Regions from separate parts of the Mus musculus genome. Here region 2 is linked to region 1. Evidence: chromatin contacts called from public promoter capture Hi-C data. All regions are on one chromosome and are shown on one strand. Each heading gives the region's core, a stretch centred on a gene start, on an enhancer-like site or on the middle of the called end of the contact. The rest is flanking DNA. Distances are from core to core; before and after follow the strand shown.

Region 1 (6,539 bases), core at 1,667-4,166:
GATCATAGGACTGCAGGTCTCAGGGAGACTTGTGTTCACTGCTGTTTTCCTAGTGAGATTCCCCAGGTCTTCAGTGTGCCGAGAGCCATGGAGTTAAGAACCAGAAATGTCTGGCACTCCTCTGAGTCTCTTGGAGGCGAAGATACCCCCAGCCACAGTCTTCAAAGCTGTGGTGGACCCTCTTCACATGACCCTATCCCACCATCTTTTTGCAAACATGCACTTTCCTTAGGCCCCACCAGGCTGTTGCATCCCTACCTGTCCCCTTCTGCCAGTTCCACTTTGGAGCTGCCTGTAAACCCCACAGCTCTCTGTCCTCATGGCTTTTGCAGCTCTGCTCCTCAGCCCTTTCCTGTGGGTGAGACTCCATTTTCTCCCTCGCCTCCTGGCCTCTACAGAAGCCCTGGCACCAGGCAGGCACTGAGTTGCCTCTGGCTTAGCCAGGTGACGCCTCTGACCCCCATTGTGTGTGCTGATGACCCACTGAATGGCTTGTTGCCCGGGGACGCCCACAACTACAATCTTCAGTGACATTTTCCTTCTGTGCTCTCATCCACAACAACCATGTCTTCCAGATTCTCTCATTCCCCTTGGGATCCCTCTTAGGGACCCTCCAGCCCTTACAGCCTTTACCTGTCCTGAAAAGGCTCTAAATTGATTTGCCTTTCCAACCAGATTTGGCCTTAATAGCCCTTCTATAACCAGTCCAAATGGCCAGCCAGCAGCACCCTTGATCCTAATTTTATTCAGGACCTTTACAAATACTGTGAGTTCTCAGAGAAATGGAGAGTCCCTAGTCCCTATTTTTCTTTTCTCCAAACCCTGTTTCTTTCTGTCTGGCATCCCTCCCCTCCCCACACTGCTTAACCATCTTGCCTTCAAGTTTGCAACAGGTTAGGGCCAGATGGGACCAGAGACTACAGCACACACTCATGTGCATAAACACACACACACACACACACACACACACACACACACACACACACACACACACACACACTCCTGAAGTATGTACAGATCATTTGCCTGTAAATTTGATTCCAAATTCTAGGCTCCAATTCCTCCACATGGCCTTGGCTTTTGCAGCCTGTCCACATAGAACTATGTCCCTCCTCCTAAGACACACACACACACACACACACACACACACACACTCACACTCTTTCTCCCTGTCCCTTCATGGACTCAGATTTTATTACAAACTGGCCCTGGTACACCTTCTCTGCTTTGTACTTCCTAACAGCCTTTCTGCTTGAAGTCTGTCTGCCTCTGCTCAGCTCCTCTCTCTAACAGGAGTTCTCCTCCTCCTCCTCTCCCCATAGGTTTGTGTGACCCGAGGAATTGCTTGCGGGATATGAGTTCCATAAAAGAGAATTCCGGAGAGAAGAGTATCTGCAAAGGCTGATGGATCAGAGCTTACCAGGGAAGCGGTAGATCAGGTGCTGAGCTATCAGGCAGCCAGAAAGCAGATTTGTTTCAGGTGGAACTAGGGTCCCCATGCATGGCATAGAACCAGAAGGAACACAAGCGCCAGGAGAGCCGGGGTCACAGCACTAATATGAAATATAATGTGGCAAGGGGGGTACCATGGTGAACCCATGTCAAGGTGTGCCTCTGAGAAATTATGCCATGCAACAGAACTGGTATAAAAGGGAGTTTACTGGCAGAAGGGAAGAGGAGAGAGCACAGGGGACAGAGGAGGACCAGTAGACATCTATGTTTCTGTAGTCTGAGGATTCCAGCCAGACACAAAAGTACTTCTCATATCAGAGACTGTGTGTGTGTGCATGTGCATATGCGTGGGTGTGTGTCTCTCTTACCCCTCTCTTACCCCTTGATGTGTGGGACTTGGACGAAGTTGAGGCTTACCTCGGGGACTGCTTTGAGGGGAGTTGTTTTAAGGAATTCTGCACAAGGGAACAACCCGGATGTAGATTAGCGCCCTATCAGCGACTCCTCCTTGAGTCAGGGTCAGCAGCACTCTGCCCACCACCCTGGGGTGTGTTATGGCGAGGTGCATGGGGAACTCAGGTGGGGACAGCACATACTTTAATTCTCTCATCTTCCAATACAAGATTTATGTGTTCTGTGTTGGCCAGGCACAGAGATCTGCCTCCGGGGTGACAGTTGCTCTTCCTGATGATTCTTAGACTCATCTCGGTCCCAAACGTCACTTAAATCCTCATGTGAGAGCTCAAAATAAAACATCTTGTTTTGGGACACCTTGATTTGCCCGAGCGCTGGGACTGCAGGCGCGGGCTGGGCGCTTCTGTGTGGTAACAACGCATTCCCTAACAGCTCAGGGTGAAAAAGTACAAACTGTACAAAGCCCGGTGGCCACGGCATGCTCCCGGTGGCCCTCCAAGTACCAAACCCAGATACCCGAGGCGTGCTATGGCATGCACTCCACCGAAAGCAACTTTAAAAGAGAAGCGTTAGGAAGGTTTACACTGTCATTCGCCAATGCTTTTTGCTTCTCTCACTTGAAACTAGGTCTGGGCACTGGGTTTCTGCCAGTCCTGCTGACGCTGCCTTCCCACGGCGGCGTCAAGTTCACAGCCACAGTCCCCCAAGCTGGGCACCGGTCCATTGCAGCTGTGGCCGGGGTCGATGTGACCGCCCTCCGCACTGGACGACCTGGGAACTTTCCAGGCGATTGCGCAGTGCTAGGCAGGTTTCCCTCTGTTAAGTGCCACTTTGGTCTTAAGGTCTTCAATCTCTGAGGAAAAAGAATCCTAGAATGAGAAACTGAGCCAGCCGGAGGGTGGAGTCGCGGCCCGCCCCGCCTCGTCCCCGCAGGCAGTCCCCGATCGGCCCCCCTCCCGGGAGCGGTGCCCGTCCCCCTGGCGCTTCGTCACCGCCGCTAGGCCAATGGGCTTAACCGTACGGCCGCGCACACTCGCACCCGCTGTCCCCAAGACCCCGACACACCGTCCCGAGCGCGGTTTTTCGGCTGTGGTCCAGCCCGTGGCCGTCGGAGTCGTCATGCAGTCCCTGCGTACCACGCTCCTGTCTTTGCTACTGCTGCTGCTAGCGGCTCCTTCCTTGGCGTTGCCGTCGGGGACCGGCCGCTCGGCCCCAGCTGCCACCGTCTGTCCCGAGCACTGCGATCCCACCCGCTGCGCCCCGCCGCCCACGGACTGCGAGGGTGGCCGCGTCCGCGACGCGTGCGGCTGCTGCGAGGTGTGCGGCGCGCTCGAGGGTGCAGCGTGCGGCCTGCAGGAGGGTCCCTGCGGCGAGGGGCTGCAATGCGTAGTGCCCTTCGGGGTGCCGGCCTCGGCCACAGTACGACGGCGCGCACAGGCCGGCCTGTGCGTGTGTGCCAGCAGCGAGCCGGTGTGTGGTAGCGACGCCAAGACCTACACCAACCTGTGCCAGCTGCGCGCCGCCAGCCGCCGCTCCGAGAAGCTTCGCCAGCCGCCGGTCATCGTCCTGCAGCGCGGCGCCTGCGGCCAAGGTACCCGCCCCGCCCTGCGCTGCACTCCTGGGTGGCTCCCCACTCTCGCCAACTCAGCCCGACCAGTCAGGACCGTCGGGAGGGGATGCGGAGGTGCAGAGAAGCACTGCGGGGTGTTCTAGGCATCCAGTTAGTGGGAGAGAGAGACGATGGGGCTCGGGGTAGCTGTGTTTCAAAGGCTCCCTCCGGCCCTATTTCTGCGCCAAGCATCGGGTCGTTTCGAGAAACGCCAAGCAGGTGCTTTGCGCGCTTTGGTCCAGCACCCCCTGGCCGGGGTGACTAGGCATCGCGCTGGGGAAAGCCGCGTATCATACCAGGGATCTTGGCAATGTTGAGATACATGGCTTTGGGATCGCAAGAACTCTTGTCGCCTTCCCTTCCTTCTCCCTTTCTGCTGAGTCCTCTCTTCTTGGAACTATCTAAGCAGTGTTTTTCTTATAGAACCTCTTCGTGAAAACTTTCACTTTGGGGAGAGGGAACATCTCTGCTCAACTCAGCAAGCATTTTTCTCACCCCGCCTCCTAAGCAGAAAACGATTTAGTAACTCCGGCCCTCTTCCTCCATTGATTTAAATCAACTTTACAAAAACGCCCACGATTTGGTCCTTTTTTGGTCCTTTGGTCCTTTTGCCTGAGTTCAACCAGGTAGTGGACCGTGAAATTTGAGGTAGAGGAGGGGCCCACTGGGGATGAAGAAAAAAATGCACCCTCTACCCTCTCTCTCCTTGTGGGACCTTTCTGTACCCACAAGAGCTGGACGTGGTGGTGGCGACAGGGTAAAGGGGCTTGGAGAACTGCCCAGCTCCCTGCAGGACCTTCCAGAGAAAAGCTTCGGTTAAATCCAGAGATACCCTGTGGAAAAACAGTAAATTCATACTGGCCACTACAGCGCTGTGGGGACCAGCCAGCTGGGCTCCAGTACATTTGGCTTCAGCTACAGGGCTCCTGCCCAAACCTAGCACCTCCCTCCCCTCCGCCCCCCCACCCCCCATGTGGTGGGGAGGACAGGAAAGCACGGGAGAGGGAAAGAGAGATTGAGCTAGATTTTTCTTTATAGGAATATGGTCGCCTATGACCACTTTGAATTTGGCAAAACTTTACTCGAATGCACAGGAAAGTACTCCAGGTGGTGTAGGAAGAGGTGGGCTGGTGTTTATATTCTTACCACAGGAGCACAGGACTGGACCTCAGTCCCAGGAAACTCAGCCTCCATAGAGAGAAGAAAAGGGTTTTTGTTTGTTTGTTTGTTTGTTTGTTTGTTTGTTTTCAGAGAGGACTGATCCCGGGGTCCCTACCTACTAAGTCCCAGCCCATGTGACAAGTGAGTTATCCTGTGACTCTATTTGGTCTCCTAGACCCGGGAGGAGGAAGCTCCTGGCCTCGTCTTTGTCTTAGATGAGGTGGAACTGGGGATGAATAACTTGTCCAAGGTCACTCAGCTGGAACCTGAATGCTGGCAAACTCAGAACAGGCCAGAGCTAGACCTCAAGGCTATGGGAAATGGGCTTCCAGGGGGCTGGACCAGCCAACTCACCTTGGGGAGAGGTAGAGAACTATGTAGCTCCTGAGTGGATACTTTGAGGTGGAGAATAGATTGGTGTTAGTTAGTTAGTTAGTTAGTTAGTTAGTTAGACAGACACGGGCAGAAGTGACCCACAGTGGTGGCTCAGAGTCCCCTGGGGAGGAAGTAGTGTGTCACACGTGCAGATATCCTTGAGTAGTTCTTGAATAGGCTCTGTTCAGAGGAGGGCTGGCGTAGAACTAGCCTAGAGGGGGAGGGCAGAAGGTAGGAATCTGGGCTACTTTCACCAGAATCTGAGTGTGCACAGGTGACATTTTTTTTTTTTTTAAAAAGCACATTTTGGTGGGAAACCAGGTAGCTGTCACTCTTTGTAGTCTTGCTGCACAAGGCCAGGAGTTACAGACATCAGCAGAGGCCAAATACTTGGCTGGTTGAGTTGTATTGGGGAGACAGGTCCTTTGTTGGCCAGCAGGGCCCCAGTGGCCCCTAAGTGTGGAGACAGCCACAGATGAAGCATAGAGCTGGTGGTAGCCATCTCCCCTCCTTTTGTAAATATCTGTTGCTCTGTATCACGTCTGACATGTGTGCCTGGTACTTAGGGACAGCTAGTTACGTGGGAGGATGGATAGAAAGACAGGAGATACTTGGCGTACACAGCCGACCCTCAGCCTGGCTTCGCCCTGACTCTCCATCTGAGGCTGTCTTAAGGTCCCAGGAGCAGAGTCTGTGAGTCAGTGAGCTGCTTTCATTCAGTCCCTTTCTGGCCCCCGCTTTTAGCAGCTGGTGTCCAGGGACAGCTAGTGTACTTGATGTCACCCTTGAGTAAGGAGAACTGGCTGCCTGCTTCAGAGCAAAGTGCAGGTGGGAGTGGCGTGGAAGCTGGGTGGACGAAGAGAAGTACCCCTGAGGAGGACATGAAGGGAATCCACTGTGAGAACACACTGAGGCCAGAGAGGTCCTGAGGCAGGATCTGGGCAGAAAGCTCAGGAGATGGGTGGGAATGTGGGGGGAGGCGATGTCCAAGGCGTTGCTTTAGGGGGTCACGATGGCCGTTTGGAGAGAGAAGATGCCATCACTCTGCGTAAAACTCTTGTCTGTAAGTTGGTTAATGAAAAATCAGAGACCATATCTTGTTTGGAAATAGAGAGAAATTACCAGTGCTCCAGAGTGTGGCTGAGACATGCACAAGTATACCAGAGGACAAGGATCTGTTATTTACTACTGACCAGAACATAAGAAGAAATAAAAAAATAAATGAATGTGGTGGTTCACGCCTGTGACTCTGGCAAGAGCTCCATGGGTTCGAGGCCAGTTTCGGCAACAGATTAAGGCCCTGTGTCAAGTTTAAAAACAAAGTTATAGTCATATAGGGTAACAGCAACAAAGGTGCCATCTGATTCGTACTTCTTCTTCGGGCACCTGTTTACCAGGCCGTTGGTTCTGCTAACAGTGCCAATGCTGTAATTCTCTTGGTGCAGCTGACCATCACACAGCAGCACCTTGAGCTCATGTGTGGATCGTGAACCTGTTCATAGCCACCGCTCTGTGCTGTTGACAGAGC
Region 2 (6,539 bases), core at 2,122-4,621, 1.7 Mb after region 1:
GACAGATGGGCGCCAAGCACTGTACATCACAAAGACTCACACACAGACTTCAGGAGAGCCTTTGGGTCATCGCTCCCTTTTCTGTCCTTTTTGTGCATTTTAGGACACCGCTGTGGTCTGTCCAAGCTGTTCTCAAAACCTGTGAGGTAACAGAGTTGCCCCGTGTCTTCTCTGGGTGAATATAGGTACAGCGCTGAACAACTTCGGGCCACAAATGGAGTCTACACACACACACACACACACACTAAGGTCGTGCATCTTGAAACCAGCCCACTCAACAATGGAGTCTACACACACACACACACACACACACACACACACACTAAGGTCGTGCATCTTGAAACCAGCCCACTCAACAACTGCATCTGCTTTGGGTTCCTCGTGCTCCAGCTTTGTTCAGGATTTGGGAGTTCCGTGCTGAGCCACTTCCAACGCCAGGAAGAAAAGTTTCTTCCTCTTCATAAGTCCTGCCACCTTTAAAGATTCAGTCCTTGGTGCTAGCAACTGGTGCCCAGGGCATCTTGGCTCCCTCTGGTCTCCATCCTGGGAACCCTTATTAGCCAGACACGGTAAAGAACAGAGCCCTCGAAGTAAATCAAAGGGAAGAATGAGGTCCAGAAGCTGGAAACGTTTAAAACAGCCTGGTCTGGACGGACATCGCCTCGACCCCTCAGTGGCTTGTGTGGTTGTAGTCTGCAGGTGACTTCTCCTCGCCCTCTGGTGGCGTCACCAGCAGTCGGAGGGAAGGGGCACACCAGGAGGGGGCGGTCAGTGCCCCTCTGTGAAGCGGGGACCCGCGTCATCATACTGATCACTCGTGAATTCTGACTGAGCAGCAGTACCGGATTCATAGGTGTGGAGCATAGAAAGGGGTCAAGTAGGAGGGCCCAAGGAATGGAGTGAAGGGACTCCCGTTGGCGGCGGTCGTCAGCGGGAAGGAGGCGGCAGGGAAGAGGACGTTGGTGGCAGGATAGGTGGGGAAAGTCTGATAGGGCAGAGCGCCAGGAACCGGAGGGCCAGGACTACTCCCAGTGGCACTGCCACCGCCCCCCGCTACCGCGCCCGGTGTCCCAGGCTGAGGCGCACCGCCTCCCGCCTGCACGGCGCCGTCGGCCCCTGGGTTCTGCTTCTTCCACTTGGTCCTGCGGTTCTGGAACCAAATTTTGACCTGCGTCTCCGTGAGGCTGAGCGACAGCGCCAGGTTCAGGCGTTCGCACACCGACAGATAGCGCGTGGCTCGAAACTTGTTCTCTAGGGCCACCAGCTGCTCGTAAGTGAAGGCAGTGCGCGCGCGCCTTGGCTTGGCGCAGCTGGACTCGGCTCGCCGGCGTCGGGGCCGCGGGGAACCGGGAGAGCCCGGGGACGCCGGGAGGCCTTCCGCGCCGCTCTCTTCCGTTCCCACCGCTACTGCCCGGGCCTCTGGTGAGCCCTCATGGACCCCCTGCCAGCGCTCTGGCTGGTGCGCGCGCCCCGCATCCTCAGCTTCCTCCTCCTCCTCTGCCTCGGAGCCCTCCACCGGAGACCCGGGGTCAATGCCTCGGCCCACCGCATCTAAAAGAGAAGGGGATGGTGACCAGAAGCCCATAACAATTCTACCCAATGGCACTCCCAAACCTTCTTGTCCTCCCAAGAGCACTCAGATTTGCCCTTGATCTAACTCCCAGTTCCTCCCCTCTCCCGACTTTGCCCTCTTGGTTTCTGAATCCACATACCCTAGAGAGCAGATTCGGGAGTACAGTGTCCTTTACAAATCTGCCAGTAAGTAGGCACACAAGAAGTACATGTTGGATGACACCCCGTTTCAAGAAAGTATAGTGACTTTATCAAACCGGGAAGAGCAAAGTCGGCTGTGCATTATGATAGGGAATGTCAAGTGCGTTTACTAGTGCATCTCTCTAGTCCCTAGGAGCCTATGTTGCTGTGCAACTCCTAGCAATTAAAAAAGAAGTTATTAAACCCCCATCCCCCCAAAAAAGAGAAATTCCCCCTTTCCCATCTTCTCTCTCCAGTAGTGTTAATAGAGTTTCAGATTTGTCCGGGGCCTGATCGATAGATGTCATCTATTAAAGGTAAGTTTTAATCGAACAATATTAGGATCAGACAGGGAAAGGGGGTTTGAAGTCAGTACCTGCAAGCTGCGGGCAGGAGATATGCAGGCGCCAGTAATAGAATATCGATCAAGGAGTTAGGGGGAGGGGAGCGCGGCCCCACAGAGAGACCATCCAAACAATTAATCCAGGCCCGCGGCCGGGACCCAAGCCAGGCCACCAGAGGCTTCCGGGGGCCCCAGACAATCACCTCCAAACTTAGGAAGGAGGAGGAGGGGCTGTGCTATATACAGCCCTCCCTGGGACCTGAATCCCTAGACCTTCAGCGTCTCCCCAGATAATCAATCCCATGCTCATGTCCCACTAAGCATGAATCCTGCTATCTTAAGTTCTTCCAGCCACAAACTTTCCGGAACCCTTTCTTTTGTGTCCACCAACTTCAGGGATAAGGGGGAAAGGTCTAGAAGAGAACACCAAAAGCTATTGGGGGTGGGGGCGTCCCCTGTTGAGTCCGGGAAAGAGCATGGGCTCTAAAGATGTTTCCGAGTGGTTGAAAAAAAAGCACCTAATCCGGGGAAGGCCCGAGCCTCGGTTGCCCCATACATAAAATGGGAGTGGTGTTAATGACACTACATAGTTGGAAGGTATTTTCATAACCTTTATCCCAAGCTCCTCGCCCAGGTTCTAGCACGTGGAGAGCACAATACACTTCCATTAGATCAGTGAGCCTGAGCTGTAGTTTATGTGAGCCAGTCAGAGTTGTGGCGCTCATTCACTGAGCAGGTGTTCAGGAAAAAAGCACACACTGGTCCTGGCAATCTCAGCCACGTCCCTACCTCTGTCCTCTTCCAAGTAGGGATGGCTCGCTTCGCACCTGCGCGGGATCACCTTTTCTAGTTCCCAGGCTACCAATAAACCTTGACTACTACACACACACACACACACACACACACACACACACACACACCACTTAGGCTTAAAACCGCCTCACATTCTTACCAGGGGTCTCCTGTGACCCGATTGGATTCCCCGAACAAGCATCTTGCCCTGCTTCCACCTCTTCTAAACTTTTCTTGGCTTCCAGGGCAGCGAGACGCACCGGCGGGAGGGCAGCTCGCGTGAATTTTTGCGGATCCAAGATGTCCAAGACAGAGAAGGAGATCTTGTGGTGAGAGGGGGCCGCCTTGGCCCCGACGTCCTGCCATGCCAACATGCCCGCCTCCCGCGGGCCCGAGGCCAGCCGTACTGGGGTCGGGGCTGGATGCGCTCAGCCGCTGTCTTCTGCAGTGGTTTGGCCACAGCTCTCCAGCCGCGAACTGGAATTTCCCCGCCAAGTGAAGCTGTAGAGGGGGGCAAGGAGGCGGGGCGGGAGGAGAGAAGCGGGGAAGGGGGCGGGGGGGGGGGCTGCTTGAGGATTGGCACTTGAGCTGGCCAGACCCCTTCCACGTGCAGTGAGCGCTTGCAGCCTCCACGAGACTATCCTGGGCAGCCGGAGGGGGGAGGGAGCGCTGACTAGAGGGACCCTCGCGCGCCAATGCGCGCTCCCGGTTCGCCGGGTCACCGTGGCATGCTGTGTGAAAATCTTTCCATGCTGCGGAGACTCGTGAAGGGCGTGAGGGAGGATTCCATCTCCGCTACCTCATCTGCACACACATTCACCTGACTGAAGTTTACTTATTTCTCTTGGGGCACTTGCCATCTTCCTTTGACCTGGCGATGCCACAGAGGCCAGACCTGATTGCTTCGCCATGATGCACGGTGCATCTCAAGCCCCATCCCTGAACCACAGTAAAGGCTTCGGGCACATTTACGTAAAAATTTTAAAGCCTCTGTGCATTTACAGTTTATAAAGCCCTGGGGCTTTCTCACTCTCTTTTGATTTTCTAGGCATTCCCCCCTGTGAGGTGGGTGTGGCCTGGGAACCACAGTCTGTGGTTTCAAACAGAAGGAAAATGAGGTTCAAAGATGAGCGGTGGCGCTACAGATGACAAGAGTCTGGACTGGGCCAAGGTTTTTCAGGTCATCCTGATGGCTTAGGATATGTGTGTGTGTGCGGGGGGGGGGGGGGAACCTTCTTGGAGGGGAGTTTTTTCTTTCCACTCGGAAGACCAGCAGGGCCTGGTCAAAAGGGGTCTATGGAAATACGCCTGCCCAGAGAGCTGAAGGCTTAGGGCTAGGTGGCTTGGCTAAAGGTGAGTATCCCTCCTCGGATACCATTTTCATTGCCTGTCAGGACTTCTCAGTCACAGATTCTATCATTAACATCAGAAATTGACTCTCTGGGTTCCTTTCCCAGCGTGAAGAAGGAAAAGGTTAAAAGATGCCTAGTGGTTTGAATTTAAGACCAGAGATGAGAGCCGATTAAAATGGCCCCATCTGCCCCCCAAGTCTCCAGGGAGGACAGCCGGCATTAGCAGTGAGGGAAAGTCTGCATAGCCACACCCACGGTGATATTCCTTTTTTTTTTTTTAAGGCATTCATTTCAGCGACAAATTCTGAAGCATTAGCCCCTCTGCACAGAACCGCCTTGGAACCCCCCCCCCCCCCCGCCACTTCTTTCTTCTTTGCCCCATGTGGTTCCCAGACAATGTCTTGACAATTAATATTGTCTAAGCAGGTAAGAAGTAGGAAGAGGAGGGGACTCCTCACTAAAGTGCTGGGAGCTGCTCATCCAATCTGTTATTAAAGAGGTGTCCTTGGGGGCTTGCTCCTTGTAGCTTTTCTCATTCAAACCTTTCAGCCCCTCCCAGGGGTGGCCACCATATTCCCTGCCGACTTTAAAGCCTTGCCGAAATTCAAGCCAGCTCCAGACCTAAAGTAAAGACGGAATGAGCTTTTAAAGCTAAGGGAAGGAAGTGCCCAGACCAAGCCCACCAGAACCCCCAACCCCCGACCCCCACCCTTGCCAAGGGAATGCGCGCTTTGTGAAACTCAGGGAAAAGACAACCCAGAGGTCAGGCCAAGGGACAATGCGTGCAAATCAGAGATTCTTCAGTAATGCGCATACTGTGTCTTCTGTTTGGATAACCGTTTCTCACCTAGTTCCCACATTTTTTATAAGTCTTCGGTTTCCTTGTCTCTCATCCCCTACTAACCCCAATTCCTTTTTTCCTTTTTCCATATATATTAGGTTTTTCAGGATAGCTGGGAAAGATCTGCCTAAGGTCACTCATTCGGGAATCCATAGAATGTTTGTGGTTTTCCATGATTCCTTGCCTTACCTTTTTCTCTGGAAGACACATTGAGTCGTTTCCTAGGACTGGGGATTAGCAAGTGTTCTAGGGGCATCACATCCCAAAGCAGAGGGACAGACCCCTTCCCCAGCCACGATCACACAGAACTGGGATCAGTTATCTTTTGTTGTTGTTGTTTACATTATAGAAAGTGTTTCCTCTCCTAGGATTTATCTTTCCTTTGAAGTCTATGGTGCTAAACACAGAAAAGGGACAAGCAGGAGAGGTCACGTACTGTAGCCTACAGATCTGTAGACAGGCCTTCTTGTGTGTGGCTGGTTTTAAATTCCTCTCTTCACCATCTCACCATTTCTCTTGTGTGTTCACCGCAGTATGAGCCTCCAGGACTCTGAGATGGGAGAAACACCTATGTGTCTCTCTCTCAACACCGCTTCACTCACTCAGCCCACAGGCAAACACCCAAAGACGTCCTTCTGTTGATGGGGGAGTGGAAGCAGGAAGCTTAAGGGAGCCTTTTTTTCTGGCTACTTGTTTTGCACGAACCATAAGGCAGCAGAACCTCCCTTTGGGAACAACTGAGAAAAAGTGCTTGACTCACTAACGTTCTGACACAAATGTTATCCAGGACGCTTCTCTATAATACATATGTTCACATCTGGCAAGCCATCTTCCCTATGTGCACGAAGTTGATTTGGTTGTTTTTTTTCTTTCTTTCTTTTTTTTCCCCTCTCCCCTCCCCCCAGCCTGGGCATTAAAATTCCATTTGAGTGCTGTCTTTAAATTGCTTTGATGCTAGGTGGGTTCCAACTCTGACCTGTCCTGATGGCAAGTGATGGCTGTAACAAGCCCAGGATCAATATTCATAGCGGGTGTCCTGGGCTGATAACGCTATCCAAGACAATGTTCGCTATCAGTGTGGACAGCTGAGATATTGTGCCATTAGGGATGTTGTGTTAAATAACCTGATCCATTTCTGGGGCTATTTAATGAATTTCACAGCTTAGATAGTATCTTTAAGGAGATGGCAAAAGGCTATTCCAGAGGCACTGATGCAAATCAATGATGCCAGGCTTCTCAAGCGATTGTCCAAACAAAGTGGCCTGTAATTCCGGCACAGCCATGAGAAGCTGCCACCCACCCTGGGAACAGGATTAACAATGGAGAGAAAGAATGTGTGGTTTATGCAGAGGGAGGGTGGGTAATACTATGAGCTGCATTAAGGTCCCTAAGATAAAATCATATGTTCCTGAAATAAATACAAGGGGAGTTCTCTGTTTGAGCCAGCCCACAGGTTAGG

What was found. Promoter capture Hi-C pulls out the DNA fragments that hold promoters and counts their contacts.
Region 2: a contact with region 1 is called in a promoter capture Hi-C map of liver, with 4 times the contacts expected there. The contact joins the promoter of Nkx1-2 here to the promoter of Htra1 in region 1. A contact is called at or near these places in 3 of 39 promoter capture datasets (embryonic stem cells and liver).

Annotation. Positions count from the first base shown.
Region 1 is chr7:130,933,287-130,939,825 of GRCm38.p6, forward strand. It overlaps Htra1 (HtrA serine peptidase 1), which reads left to right and starts at 2,917. Exons shown (of 9, transcript NM_019564.3): 1 at 2,917-3,457. The coding sequence starts at 2,986.
Region 2 is chr7:132,596,266-132,602,804 of GRCm38.p6, forward strand. It overlaps Nkx1-2 (NK1 homeobox 2), which reads right to left and starts at 3,372. Exons shown (of 2, transcript NM_009123.2): 1 at 3,048-3,372; 2 at 1-1,551. The coding sequence starts at 3,261. The coding sequence ends at 848.